Regions from separate parts of the Mus musculus genome. Here region 2 is linked to region 1. The links are chromatin contacts, called in public promoter capture Hi-C maps. All regions are on one chromosome and are shown on one strand. Each heading gives the region's core, a stretch centred on a gene start, on an enhancer-like site or on the middle of the called end of the contact. The rest is flanking DNA. Distances are from core to core; before and after follow the strand shown. Region 1 overlaps Snhg14 (small nucleolar RNA host gene 14). Region 2 holds the start of Magel2 (melanoma antigen, family L, 2).

Evidence for each region. Promoter capture Hi-C pulls out the DNA fragments that hold promoters and counts their contacts.
Region 2: a promoter capture Hi-C map of embryonic stem cells shows a contact between it and region 1, with 25 times the contacts expected there. The contact joins the promoter of Magel2 here to the enhancer-like site in region 1. A contact is called at or near these places in 5 of 39 promoter capture datasets (cranial neural crest, embryonic stem cells, frontonasal cranial neural crest and 2 more), 2 of 15 datasets of contacts at CTCF or cohesin (pro-B cells and stem cell-derived epiblast-like cells), 3 of 115 datasets of contacts at active chromatin or transcription factors (embryonic stem cells and stem cell-derived neural progenitor cells) and 1 of 9 other capture datasets (liver).

Annotation. Positions count from the first base shown.
Region 1 is chr7:60,388,281-60,394,540 of GRCm38.p6, forward strand. All of the region lies in intron 3 of Snhg14 (small nucleolar RNA host gene 14), which reads right to left. It also overlaps a transcript of Snrpn not described here. Among named protein-coding and RNA genes, the nearest start is that of Snhg14, 59 kb to the right of the region's middle. Within about 2 kb of position 3,136, at least 98 of the 459 cell types and tissues checked have an H3K27ac peak or open chromatin away from gene starts, as enhancers often do. A contact at or near this core is called in embryonic stem cells, where this site is marked.
Region 2 is chr7:62,373,823-62,380,082 of GRCm38.p6, forward strand. It overlaps Magel2 (melanoma antigen, family L, 2), which reads left to right and starts at 3,157. Exons shown (of 1, transcript NM_013779.2): 1 at 3,157-6,260. The coding sequence starts at 3,528. All of the region lies in intron 1 of Gm32061 (predicted gene, 32061), which reads right to left.

The sequences.
Region 1 (6,260 bases), core at 1,886-4,385:
TATTTTGCTTGTGAACTGCACTATGTACTATGATGTGACAAGCAATAAGAGAATTGATTAATAGTCTCATTAAATTATCTGATTTCAATATTAAGCCTTACTGGCCTGGCTTGTTTGTAGTATCTCTGCTCATTGTAAACATATGGAGCCCCATCTAGAAGTGTGATGAAGAGGTGTGATCTTTCCACAGCACAGGGAAATGCACCAGCAGGTGGTCCAAGCCCCTCCAGCAGGGATAACCCAGCTGACTAGAAGAAAGAGGAAAGAATGTTAAAAGAATCTGAGGAGTCTGATGATGACCTGGGATTTGTCCTTTTTATCTTATCATTTTAAAAAGCTAAAGCTATTTGTTGTTGTTGTTGTTGTATTTTAGTTCTGAAATTTCCACCTCACCACCTTTCCAGGTGCACAGGAAGCTAAGAGAGAAGATTCCATCTTTGATTTTGTTCTATTGTACAGAGAATGATCAGAATTTGTAGAATGATAAAACTTTTTAAATCATTATTTTGTGGCATAGACTCAATTTCCCTTAATAATAGGCCAATTGCAATGAAAGACTTTGTATTTTTAGATTTTTAAAATATTATGTATTTGTATATTGGCATTACCCTTTAATGTGTCTGTGTGGCGTGTCTCCAGTGCCTATGGAGGCCAGAAAAGAGTGTCTCACATCTCCTGGGACTAAAGACAGATGCTTGTGAGTTGAAATGTGGGTGCAGAAAATTGAACCTGGCTCCTCTGGAAAAACAGTTATATCTCTTAACTGCTGAGTCATTGGTCTAGTGACAAGTCAATTTTTAAACAGCCATTCTAGTTACTAATTTTAACGTTCAGGCTCAGGAGAAAAGGATTGAATGCCCTGATACAAACAGATGTTTCTGGACAATATAGAAGGATATCCATATATGAAAATAATAAAAAAGGCTAGAGAAATGTAATATTTCGACTTAGATATGTTAAGAAAATTTATTACCATATGACAGTGACACAAAACCATGGAAACCTGTCATATGAACCATATCATAAAAGTCTTGGCTCTAGGACTCTTTTTTTTTTTTTTTTTTTGGTTTATTTCAAGACAGGGTTTCTCTGTATAGCCCTGGTTGTCCTGGAACTCACTTTGTAGACCAGACTGGCCTTGAACCCAGAAATCCAACTGCCTCTGCCTCCCAAGTGCTGGGATTAAAGGTGTGCACCACTACAGCCTGGCTTAGGACTCTATTCTTGATAGGGTAAAGAAATAACATAGAAGACAGACAGCAATATAAAAATCAACGTAATGAAAAATTTTCACACACACATGGTAGGAAATTCTAAATCTTGTTCAGAAGCAGTGTTATGATTCATACAAAATATGAAGATAAGTTATGGCATACAAATAGGGTGACATTACTGTCAGCCTATGTTAAGAGGATTAACATAGTTAACATGAGGACATAAGTTATGAGGATTGGGACATAGTTGTTTTCCCTGGTCCCCAGTAGCATTGATTCTCAAATCTAGCCACTTATTTAAGCTCAGTGTGATACTTTCCTTTTCTGAACACCCTCATTACCCTCCAACTAAGCCAAACACATTTTGTAGTTTCTAGGAAAGACTCTCCAAAGAATTTTGACTTCTAGGTTCCATTTGGCTATGGAGGCATTGTTTCCAAAATTTGTCACATTTTGTTATTATCTCTGAGAAGCCTTTCCTTTTCTAACAAGAGACTGAAAGGGGTGTATGCAGAGGGAGGAGAGATGGGGAGAAACTGTGAGGGGTGAGGGAGGGGAAACTGTAATTAGAATATATTGAATGATTAATCTATTTTCAATAAAAAACAAAACTTCATCATGTGAGAATTGTCTTTCTTTAATACAATTTTCTTTATGATCTAGAACCTTATTTCTGAATATCTGTACACTTTTACATAAAAGTGTATTTAAACTAGAATCATTTTAAGGGAGGGAGAAATTACAACCATGCACAACTGAGTGTGTTTCTTCTCCTGCACCATTTTCCAAATGAAGTCTTATTACTTTGATCCTACTTCAGCCAGAGTCTCTCTTAGTGCATAACAATTTTCTATCCAATGATCCTTCACACACTTCTTAGCTATAAATAAATCAAGAATATCTGATGTAATCTGATATAACCTTAATGTCCCAACCATAAGACTATGTTGAAGTTTCTTTTCCTGTCATAATCATCAGCTTCACTGTAGCCAGTTTTAAAAAGAGTACTAAATAATTAACACACACACACCCTTCTGTGGCATAAACACTTGAAGATGCATTACGTGGCATGACACTTGAAAATGTATTGTGTGACTGAAGCAAATATCATATATAAGCATACACACACACACACACGCAGACACACATATATACATACATATATGCATATATGGATGTATGTATCATTCCTGTTTAGAGATTATATTGGTAGAAAATTACTGGATGTTAGAACGAAAAGCAAAACGTCTGTAGGACATTCACACTGTATTTAAGAAAATCACACTGAACGTTTTATTTTTAAGCCTTCAAACCTCCTGAAAATTCAATGTAAATATTTTAACTTTAAAAATAAACAGCAGATTGAGCCATATCCCGTCCCCGCTGATCTGATTTAAGGCTAATGCTGGAGTATATTCCTTTAAAAAAGCAAATACTTAGGGCTCATTTATAAAGCTACAGCTACAGAAAAGCAGCTCAGTAGAAAATGCCGAGACTCCTAAAACCCGTATGATTGCGAATTCATTAGCTAATCGATTTCGGATTTTATCAAAACTTGAAAACTGAAGATGAATCCGGAATCACACAGTGCCCCTGTGACAACAGGAAGTTAAGTCAGTCTGACAGTGCATCTCTGTTTGTGGCTCGGAGAAACCCTCAAAGAAGAGAATATTTGGTCCCCTGGGCTTCTTTTTTTTTTAAAGTTTTTATTGGTTTATTTACATTTCAAATGTTGTCCCTCTCCTAGGTTTCCTCTCCGCAAACCTCCCTTTCCCCCTGCATCTCAGTCCCCTCTGCATCTATGAAGTTGCTCTCCCACGGACCCACCGACTCTCCTGCTTCACCCCGAGCCTTTCCCTACTCTGCGTTATCAAGCCTGTCTTTCCTCCGCAGGCTCGTCGCATCCACTGCGCAGGTTTTTGACGCATTTCCTGCTGTGGCTGGTCTTGCGGAGAGGAGACTAAAGCGGCCACAGCGACCGCAGCGACTGCGGCGGCGGCGGCGGCGGTGGGAGGGGGCTGGGGGGTGGGGGTGGAAACGAAGCAGTTTGAAAGTGGGTTTTCAACAGTTGGTATTCTCTAGGAAGCATATAATTTAAAAGATGTGTAAAAACGAAGGCAACATCGCCTTAAGGAATGTCTCCATCAGACAGCGAGAAGCTGTAGAGGAAAAATGGCAAAACTACAGGGACCGAAATTTTCTTTGTGATTACCCCACGTATCACTCCTTTGTGAAGTAATTTATGCAGAAGCAATGAAATCATCGATGGTAAAAATTATTATGCACAAAGTATAATACTGTATTTTCTAATAAAACTTACTTTGGTATTTTAATGTCTATTTAGGACTTTACAATTTCTTAAAATATAAAACGAAGTTAACACACACCTCACCTTTTAACAAATACTGTTTCGCGGTTAGATCTTATAACAGTTGTACATTTTGCATAATAATATAGAATACAAATTGAAGCATATGAAGAAAAAGAAACATGAACTGCAGACTGTTACAGATAGAAAGATGGCTCTTTTTGTTTTTGTTTTTGTTTTTGTTTTTTTTTAAGATAAGCAAATGTTCTACCACTGAACTATATTTTCACACACGTGTAGGTTTTCGAGTTTAGATTTGGATGCCCAGACCGAATTTTCTATTTTGCTAATTAATAACTAAAAGAATTGGAAAGCACTGGATAGTTTTGTTACAAATTTGTTTATTATTTTTAAGGTAAAGCTCGCCTATGTATTCCATGACCGTCATTCAATAAACACATTACATTTACCTGTTTGTGAATGAATGTGTGTAAAACAAAAATTATCAGAACATTCATAACACTTGCAGGAGTTTTTAATTTTTAGTTCTTGCTTTTAGGTATTAAACTATGACATCGTATACACTTGACAAGTTTGTTTATCTCTTGGCTACACGCCTTAGCAAGAGAAGAGGTTCTATGATTTTTCCTGTTATTCCTTAAATTTAAAGTTTCTAAAAATCCCACCATTCATTATTCCATGATGATTTCATACAATTTTGAAAGCTAGAATATCAGTGTCCCTGGTAATGCAGGAGGACTATAATCTCAGGTACTTGGGAAGATGAGGACATAAATTACAGATATGTGTGCACCTCAAAACACCTCAACTATTATTCCCTTAAAGTTATTGAAATTTTGTCACAGAAGAACATGATTCAGAGGTAAAGCTGATATTATTTTTTCAGATATGTGTGTTGTATTTGGAATAACTATATACATTAGGAAACTAGTAAAGGTGTATGGAAATGCATATAAAGAAAGAGAATGCTTTATAACCAGTGAGTGGTATAAAGGACTAAAGGAAAATTATGATACATCGAGGATTAATCAGTGAGGGCAATAGAAGAGCAGAATAAAAGAAGGAACATAGAAAAGGATAAATAGTACTGGAGGCATTTTGAATAAGTCATATGGAAAGTGACTACTCTAAAAGTGTTCTTAATATGTATATACACATACCAATATTTAAACAATAGGGTTAACTGATAACAGAATAACCATTTCTTTACTGGACACTACAGGCTAACAAATATAAAATCTAATACCAGAAATGTGTTACCTCTTTGTATTGGCTTGTTTTCTAGGGAGATCCTATTCATTGCAATGCTATTGTTAACGTTCTTGGTTAAACTGCCCTTTAGCTGAACACACTACATTCTTAAGTTATAGAAGAGTGGGAAATCAATATAGAATTGACCTGTAATTTTGATCCCTAATGGATATCTTTCATGGCACTGGAAGCAGTTCTATGCCACCAGAGGAGGAAAGAAATCAATCACACTAGGCTTTGAATCCCAGTGATTAAAGAGACTGTACTGCTAAAAAATGCCAAATGATAAAATTGTTACATGAATTTCATGGATGTACTCAATAGTTTTCTACACTTAACACTTAACTCTTATTGCTATTACAGCCAGAAACCTGTGGGTAGACAAACACAATACCCTTGAAAGTATCTATGATTATTGCTCTGTTCATAGTATTTGATCAATTTATAATAGTGTAATGCTCATAGTTTGGTACATCTTTCAGTCTTCTACAGAGTCAAAATTAAGTAAATGTATATATATATATATATATATATATATATATATATATATATATATATATATATATATATCAATAGGAAAAGCAGAAGGACAGTAAGATGACGAGGTGGCCATGACAATGAAAGGAAATCTGCAACTGATGGAAGTAAGGAGATGTAGGGGGGTGGGGTGGCATCTAGAGGACAAGCTAGAGACCTGGGATAATAGAAGTGCCCAGGAATCATTGCAGGTCACCTTACATGTGACTAATAACTTTGAGGATATGGAACCTGAAGATGCCACCTCCTGTAGCCAGGCAGGAACCTCATTGAAGTAATAGAGACACCAAAGGACCCACAGAACTTTCAACCCAAAATTTATCCTCTTTACAAGAAATGTAAGGACAGGGGATGGAGAAGAAACTAAGGGGATTGCCAAACAACAACTAGCCCAACTTGAGACCAAAGCCATGGGTAAGCACCAATCCCTAACACTACTAATGATACTCTGTTAGGCTTGCAGTCGGGATCATGTTGTTTTCTGAGACCTCTCCCCAGTAGCTGAATCAGACAAATATAGAAACCCACAGCCAAGGAGTGAATGGAGCTTGCGGGCTCTTTTGGAAGAATAGAAGGAATGATTGTGGCCTCTGAAATGAATAGAGACTCCACAGTAGACTAAGTCAAATCAACTGGGGCTCTCAGAGGCTGAACCACTAACCAAAGTACACACATGGGCTGGATCTAGGCCTCCCTGCTTCTATGTAGCAGATATGTATGTAGCTTAGCATTCATGTGGGTCCTGGACAACTGGAACAGGGTTTATCCCAAAAGCAGTTCTTTGTATGTGAGTTATGTATTACTAGCTGGGATTTCTTGCCGGGACTCTATGGGAGAAGAAGAACCTATCCTTGCAGAGATTTGAAGTGCCATGGTTGCAGGAGATACCCCAGTTGAGGACCTTACCTGCACAGAGGAGAAGGAGGAGG
Region 2 (6,260 bases), core at 1,907-4,406, 2.0 Mb after region 1:
GAATCTGAGGGCAATATTTTATCAAATAACAATCATTAAGTAAATAATAATTTCCCATCTTAATGAAGACCTTATAATTTTTCTTTCAACTATTTTTATGTCTGGTATCTTGGATATATTTCCTTTTCTTATACAGTTGATCTATTTGAAGAGTATTCAAGAGTCTTTCTTTTGTTGTTGTTGTTTCATTTCACAGATGCATTTATCATAATAGTTACACACTACTTATGTTCCAAACAAAGTGAATACTTGTTTATTTCTGTCAATTATGATCAATACATTTTTCCACAGTAACACTAAAATCATCACATTAGTATCTGTATGGAATGAACAATCAAATCTTGCCTTGAGGTTCTTGTACATAGTTGTATATATAGCACATTTCTAGGCATCTACTGGATGTTTGGCAAAGAATGTATCATAAGCAAGTGATTTTTGAGTTGTGAAAACCACAACTTACTTCCCTCACTTCAGAGTATCTATACAAACTCTACCACCTAAATAGGAGACCGAGGGAGTCAGCTTTGGTGTTGAAATCTTACAGATTCAGTCCACAGCCCCTTACCGACTGGTCTGTGTTCTCAATGTTAACTAGTGTGTCAAAGCAAAGCTCCTGAAAGCTTTAAAATCAAACACTGCTCCTATGATGCAAGGGTAAATCTTCTTTCTTCCATTTTTTCCCACTATTTCCTCACATCTATTATACACTAACTTATGCAACTGAAGGAACAGACAGATGTGAAAATTCCATGAATGTTTTATATTCATTTCCATTGTGTTTTCTATGAATTTTCTTGAATTTTCAAGCTCTTCTTGAGGAAGAGGAATGCGCAACTCATAGTTATTGAGGAAAAGAACTGGACTTGCATAAAAGGCTAATGGGGGACTCTGGAAGCTGAAAGATTTCACAAGGGAAAAAAAAGGAACTCAAATTTGCCGTGCATATGGCTCTCTAGTCTGGAGATGCTTGAATTTTTTATGTTTTAATATGGTCAGTTTACAGAGGGAATCCTACTCTTCTTGGCGCCTGGGTACGACTTGAACCACAGAGCACTAACTGATCAGCATTTACAGATCTGCATTTTGAGGAAGTACCCACTATTACCAGCCCATCTACTACCAACGCATGCTCCATGCTCACGCATTTCTGTTGTTGATACATGTTACCAAGGAGTGGCCACTGTACAGGCTGTGAGATGTTTATCATCTGCTTCTAATTATAACTACGTCTTTCTCTTTGTCACCCTGAACTATTCCTAATCATTACTTTGTGGCTTGTATGTTGTCTGTTGACATAATTAGATGCTCTTTCCATACAGCAGGTTTAGTGGGAGTCAATGTGATATGGCAGAACTATTCATTGATGTCGAAATCAGAGAGAATAACCGTTCCCTAATGAACACCATTTGCCATGTGTGATGGCCTACACTTTGGCAGACTGAAAACCAAATCTGTCACCATTCTAGAAAAGAAATGGTTAGTGGGAAAACTTAATCTGATGTCTTCATTTATGTGAGTTAACATATGAGGAAAACGAGCCTGTTTTCCTCAAACCACCCACAGTTAGAAATGGCCATGTGGCATATCTCATAAAAGAGAGCAAAGGGGTTCTGTGTTTATTCTAGGTTCTTCCCAAAGGATTGTATTCCCCCGATTTCACAATTCTTGTAGAGATCGGGGCTATGAACCTGAGGTGAAGAATAAAACTGAAAATCATGACAACATTGAAGTGTTCATTCTATGGAAAGTCATTTCTGCTTAGAAGGCAACCTTGTTTTGCATGTACATAGAAGTGAGAGATTGTCATGAATCTCTGGTGTAACATGCTTTCAAAGACTGGATGGTCTCTGAAATATGAGCCCCAAATTCTGCCATAATTATTTAACAAACGGTCAGTCATCCTGGGGCATATTTCTTCTTTATGGCCCACCAGTTAAAAACGAACAACAACAACAAAACTATTTAGGAGCATGTGCTGAAGGTATGTTAAGAGTTGGGTACAGCCTTCAACATTCTCTTCTGCCCCCTAGTGGTTTCTTTCCTCACCTTGGACGACTGCCCTAGGCTGCAAACCACTCCTTGTAAAGGAATCATAATGCTAGTTACCGTCTATAAACCACTAAACTTGACCTAAACTGAGATTGCCACTTAATTTTGGGGAGAAAGAATACCAATATGCAGTAATTTTGATGGGTACCTCTTTATTTGTTAACATGGTATATGTCCATTTTTTAGCTGATTTTCCAGAAAACTTTTCTTATACTCTCCATTTTTCTAGAACTAATTTCCAGCACATTGCTTCATTTTTTAATTATTGTTATTTTCAGGATGTCTTTCACACTCTATTGTCTCATCTCACCCACTTTAGAAGTTGATTTTCCCGCGTTTAAACTTCTGCCTCCGTGAATTTCTGTTAATTTACTTCCAAGGTTCCTTTTCTTTCCTCTCTAATTGGCTCGTCTTTTCTCTACCCGATTCTACGATGTAGTCAGTATTCTTCTAGATGAGTTTAGATTTTCCCCCCTCTGAACACACTTTTAAACAATTGTATCCACTACTACTACTATGTTTTGATAAAGAATGGGCAAACTTGATTCTCGGATCCTCGTAATGAATACAGTTATAATAGACCACCTATGTTATCCCTGGGTTGACTGACTCATGTCCTAGCAAATATTCATCAACTCCCCTTACCCTGCATGTGCTTCCTGCCCTTCAGTTACTTGACAGAATAAACTACTCCAGGAAATTCACACACCCGAGACAGATACCTGAATACAGTCATTTTTTTCTACACCTTCGTTAAATTGTAATAGCTGTCTCGAATAGCTCCCCAGTCCCTCTTACGTCAATGTACTTCGTTTCTGAGCTCAGACCACACCACTACCCCCACCTTTGGACATGTTCCATGTTGCTAGTGGTTTATTCCCACTTCATAATGCAGCACAGTGATTTTTTTTGAACCGTAAATCTGTCCCTATCACTTGCCTATATAAACTCTTGCTTAAAGAGTATGAACTAGCTTAGTTGAGGATCTATACCGCAGGAGAAGGGATATTGAGTCAGTCGGGACTTTGGTAGACGCCCCTCTGAACAATCCACTTGTGGTGGTCGGGGGCGGGGAAGGGGCGGGATTGAGCCCCCTCCCCCCTCCTTCTTACTGCGGAGAGCTGCAGAGCCAGCCGACACTCTGTGTGAGCTGCGCTGCGAGCTGTGAGCTGAGAGCTGTGAGCTGCGTGGCGGAGCAAGCCAGGCAGTAGCACTTGGCTGAAAGCTGCGGTGCTAGCCAGGCAGCGCTCGCTGAGAGTTGCGGTGCCAGCCAGGTAGTGCTTGCTGAGAGCTGCTGAGAGAGCCCAGCTGCGCTCGCTGAGAGCTGCGGAGAGAACCGCGGAACACGCCAGTCTGCACCGGCTTCCTATTCAGCCTTCAAGCTGGAGGGGGATCCTGGACAGCCACGTCGGCATGCTCAGCACTGGAAGAAAAAGCGCAGCAACCGGAGACGGGCCACCACCAGTCAAGCAAGGGACATGTCGCAGCTAAGTACGAATCTGGGGGATTCCAGCCCTCCGGAGTCCCCAGTGCCTGCAGTCCATAGCCGCCCTACGGTTCTGATGCGGGCTCCGCCTGCTTCCTCCCGGGCTCCTCCTGTCCCCTGGGATCCACCTCCAGTGGACTTGCAGGCTCCCATGGCTGCTTGGCAGGCTCCTCAACCTGCCTGGGAGGCTCCGGAGGGCCAGCTGCCTGCCCCAGTGGCTCAGCTGGCCCAGCCTCCTGGTCTAGGGGCCCCAATGGTCCAGGCTCCACCGCTCGGAGGGGGGATGGCCAAGCCTCCAACTCCTGGAGTCTTGATGGTCCATCAGCCCCCTCCGGGAGCCCCCATGGCCCAGTCTTCAACTCCGGGAGTCCTGATGCTACATCCTTCTGTCACGGGGGCCCCTTTGGCTCATCCTCCTCCCCCAGGAACCCCGATGACACACCCTCCCGGGACCTCGATGGCGCACCCTCCTCCTCCTCCTCCTCCCCCTCCTCCTCCTCCTCCTCCTGGGACCCCAATGACCCACCCACCTCCTCCTGGGACTCCGATGGGTCACCATCCTCCTCCTGGGAACCCTATGACCCATCCTCCACCGGGGAACCCGATGGTGCATCCTCTCACTCATGGAGCCCCGATGGTCCATGGGGGACCACATGGAACTCCAATGCCGCATGTTCCCATTACGGGGACACCGATAGCCCAGCAGCCAACTCCAGGAGTCCTGATGGCCCAGCAGCTGACACCGGGAGTCCTGATGGTCCAGCCGCCTGCTCCGGGAGCTCCGATGGTCCAGCCACCTCCACAGGCTGCCTTGATGACCCAGCCTGCACCTTCGATTACTCCGATGGCCAAGCCTCCAGGTCCTGGTGTCGTGATGATCCATCCTCCAGGTGCCAGAGGTCCAATCATTCAGACTCCAGTATCAGGAGCACCAATGGCTCAGACAGTGCTGCCCCCTGGGCAGCCTCTGGCCACTTGGGCCCCACAGGGTCAGCCTTTGATCCTACAAATCCAGTCTCAAGTCATAAGGGCTCCTCCACAGGTTCCCTCTGTACCACAAGCCCCCCAGGTACAGCTGGCCACACCCCCAGGCTGGCAAGCCACCACACCCAACTGGCAGGTGACCCCCCAGGGGTGGCCAGCAACGCCTTTGACATGGCAGGCTACACAGGTGACCTGGCAGGCCCCCACAATAGCCTGGCAGGCCACTCAACCTGGGCGCCAAGGGCACTCAACCATTCGTACTGGTCACACACCCATTCGACCTGGACCAGCTCCATTGCTTCGCCAGATACCTCCTATGATCCGTCAGATCCAACCTGTGATGAGGCAAGCCCCACCACTGATCCGACAGGTCCCTATCAGACCAGCTCCACATGGCATAGCAAGCCAGCCTCAGCTGTGGCAGGTCCTGCCACCCCCACCTCCACTGCGGCAGGCTCCACAGGCTCGTCTACTGCTCCCGAGGGTACCAGGAACAGGCCAGGTGTCTACAGTACCACCAGTTGCTCAGATACATTTGGTGCCACAGTCAGGCCCACAGGTGCCCCAGACAGTACTGCCAGCCCAACTGTCTATCCCAATTCCTGTACCCCAGGCTGCTGCTCAGTCTGCTCCCCGGACTGTGCATTGCCCACCCATCATCTGGCAGGCCCCCAAAGGCCAGGCCCCGGTGCCACAGGAGCTCCCAGTGCCACAGGAGCTCCCGGTGCCACAGGAGCTCCCGGTGCCACAAGAGGTCCCGGTTCCACAGGAGATCCCGGTGCCACAGGAGATCCCGGTGCCACAGGAGCTCCCGGTTCCACAGGAGCTCCCGGTGCCACAGGAGCTCCCAGTGCCACAAGAGCTCCCGGTGCCACAGGAGCTCCCAGTGCCACAGGAGCTCCCGGTGCCACAGGAGCTCCCGGTGCCACAGGAGCTCCCGGTGCCATTGGAGTTCCAGGAGGTACAGCAGGCCCAGGCAGTGGGCTGGCGGGCACCCAAGGTACCTCCTCACTTCTGGCAGCCTGTGTCTGCCCAGGAGGCCCAGGAGCAGGCCACTCAGATCGCCCATGTGGAGCAGCAGCAGCCCTTTCAGGGAGCTCCAGCCTCCTCCAAGGCACTGCAAACTCAGCTGCCGACCCACCAGGCCCAAGCCTCTGGCTTGCAGGCAGAACTGCCTTCAGTGCAGCTGCAGCCTTCTTGGCAAGGCCCACTGCCCATGTTGCAGGCCCAGCCTGGAGCCTCTGCCACACTGGCAAACTTTCCCCGGGGCTCCACTCGATCACGTATGGCTCCATCAGGAGAACCTGGCCCCTCTTCTCTAGAACCTCGGGGCCCTCCTAGGGAACGTAGGGCACCTGCAAGGGACAAAAAGGGTCCTCCAAAAGAGCGCATGTTCATTGGTGCCACTTTCTGTGCTCCAAGGGGGGCATCAGCATCCAGGGCATACGTGCCAACTGCCTGGAAAAACTTGCCTGCCACATCAGAGACCTTTCCTGCCACCTCAAGGGTCTTTCCATCTACCTCTCATTTCCAGCCTGCCTCTTCTAATGCCTTTAGAGGTCCATCTGCCGCCTCAGAGAGCCCAAAGTCACTGCCATTTGCTCTGCAGGATCCTTATGCCTGCGTAGAGGCCCTGCCTGCAGTTCCCTGGGTTCCGTATCCAGATGGAAATGCCTCATCAGCATGTAAGTCAGTGCCTGCCATCTTGATGGTGGCAGCAGCTGCCCCCCAGGCAAGTGCC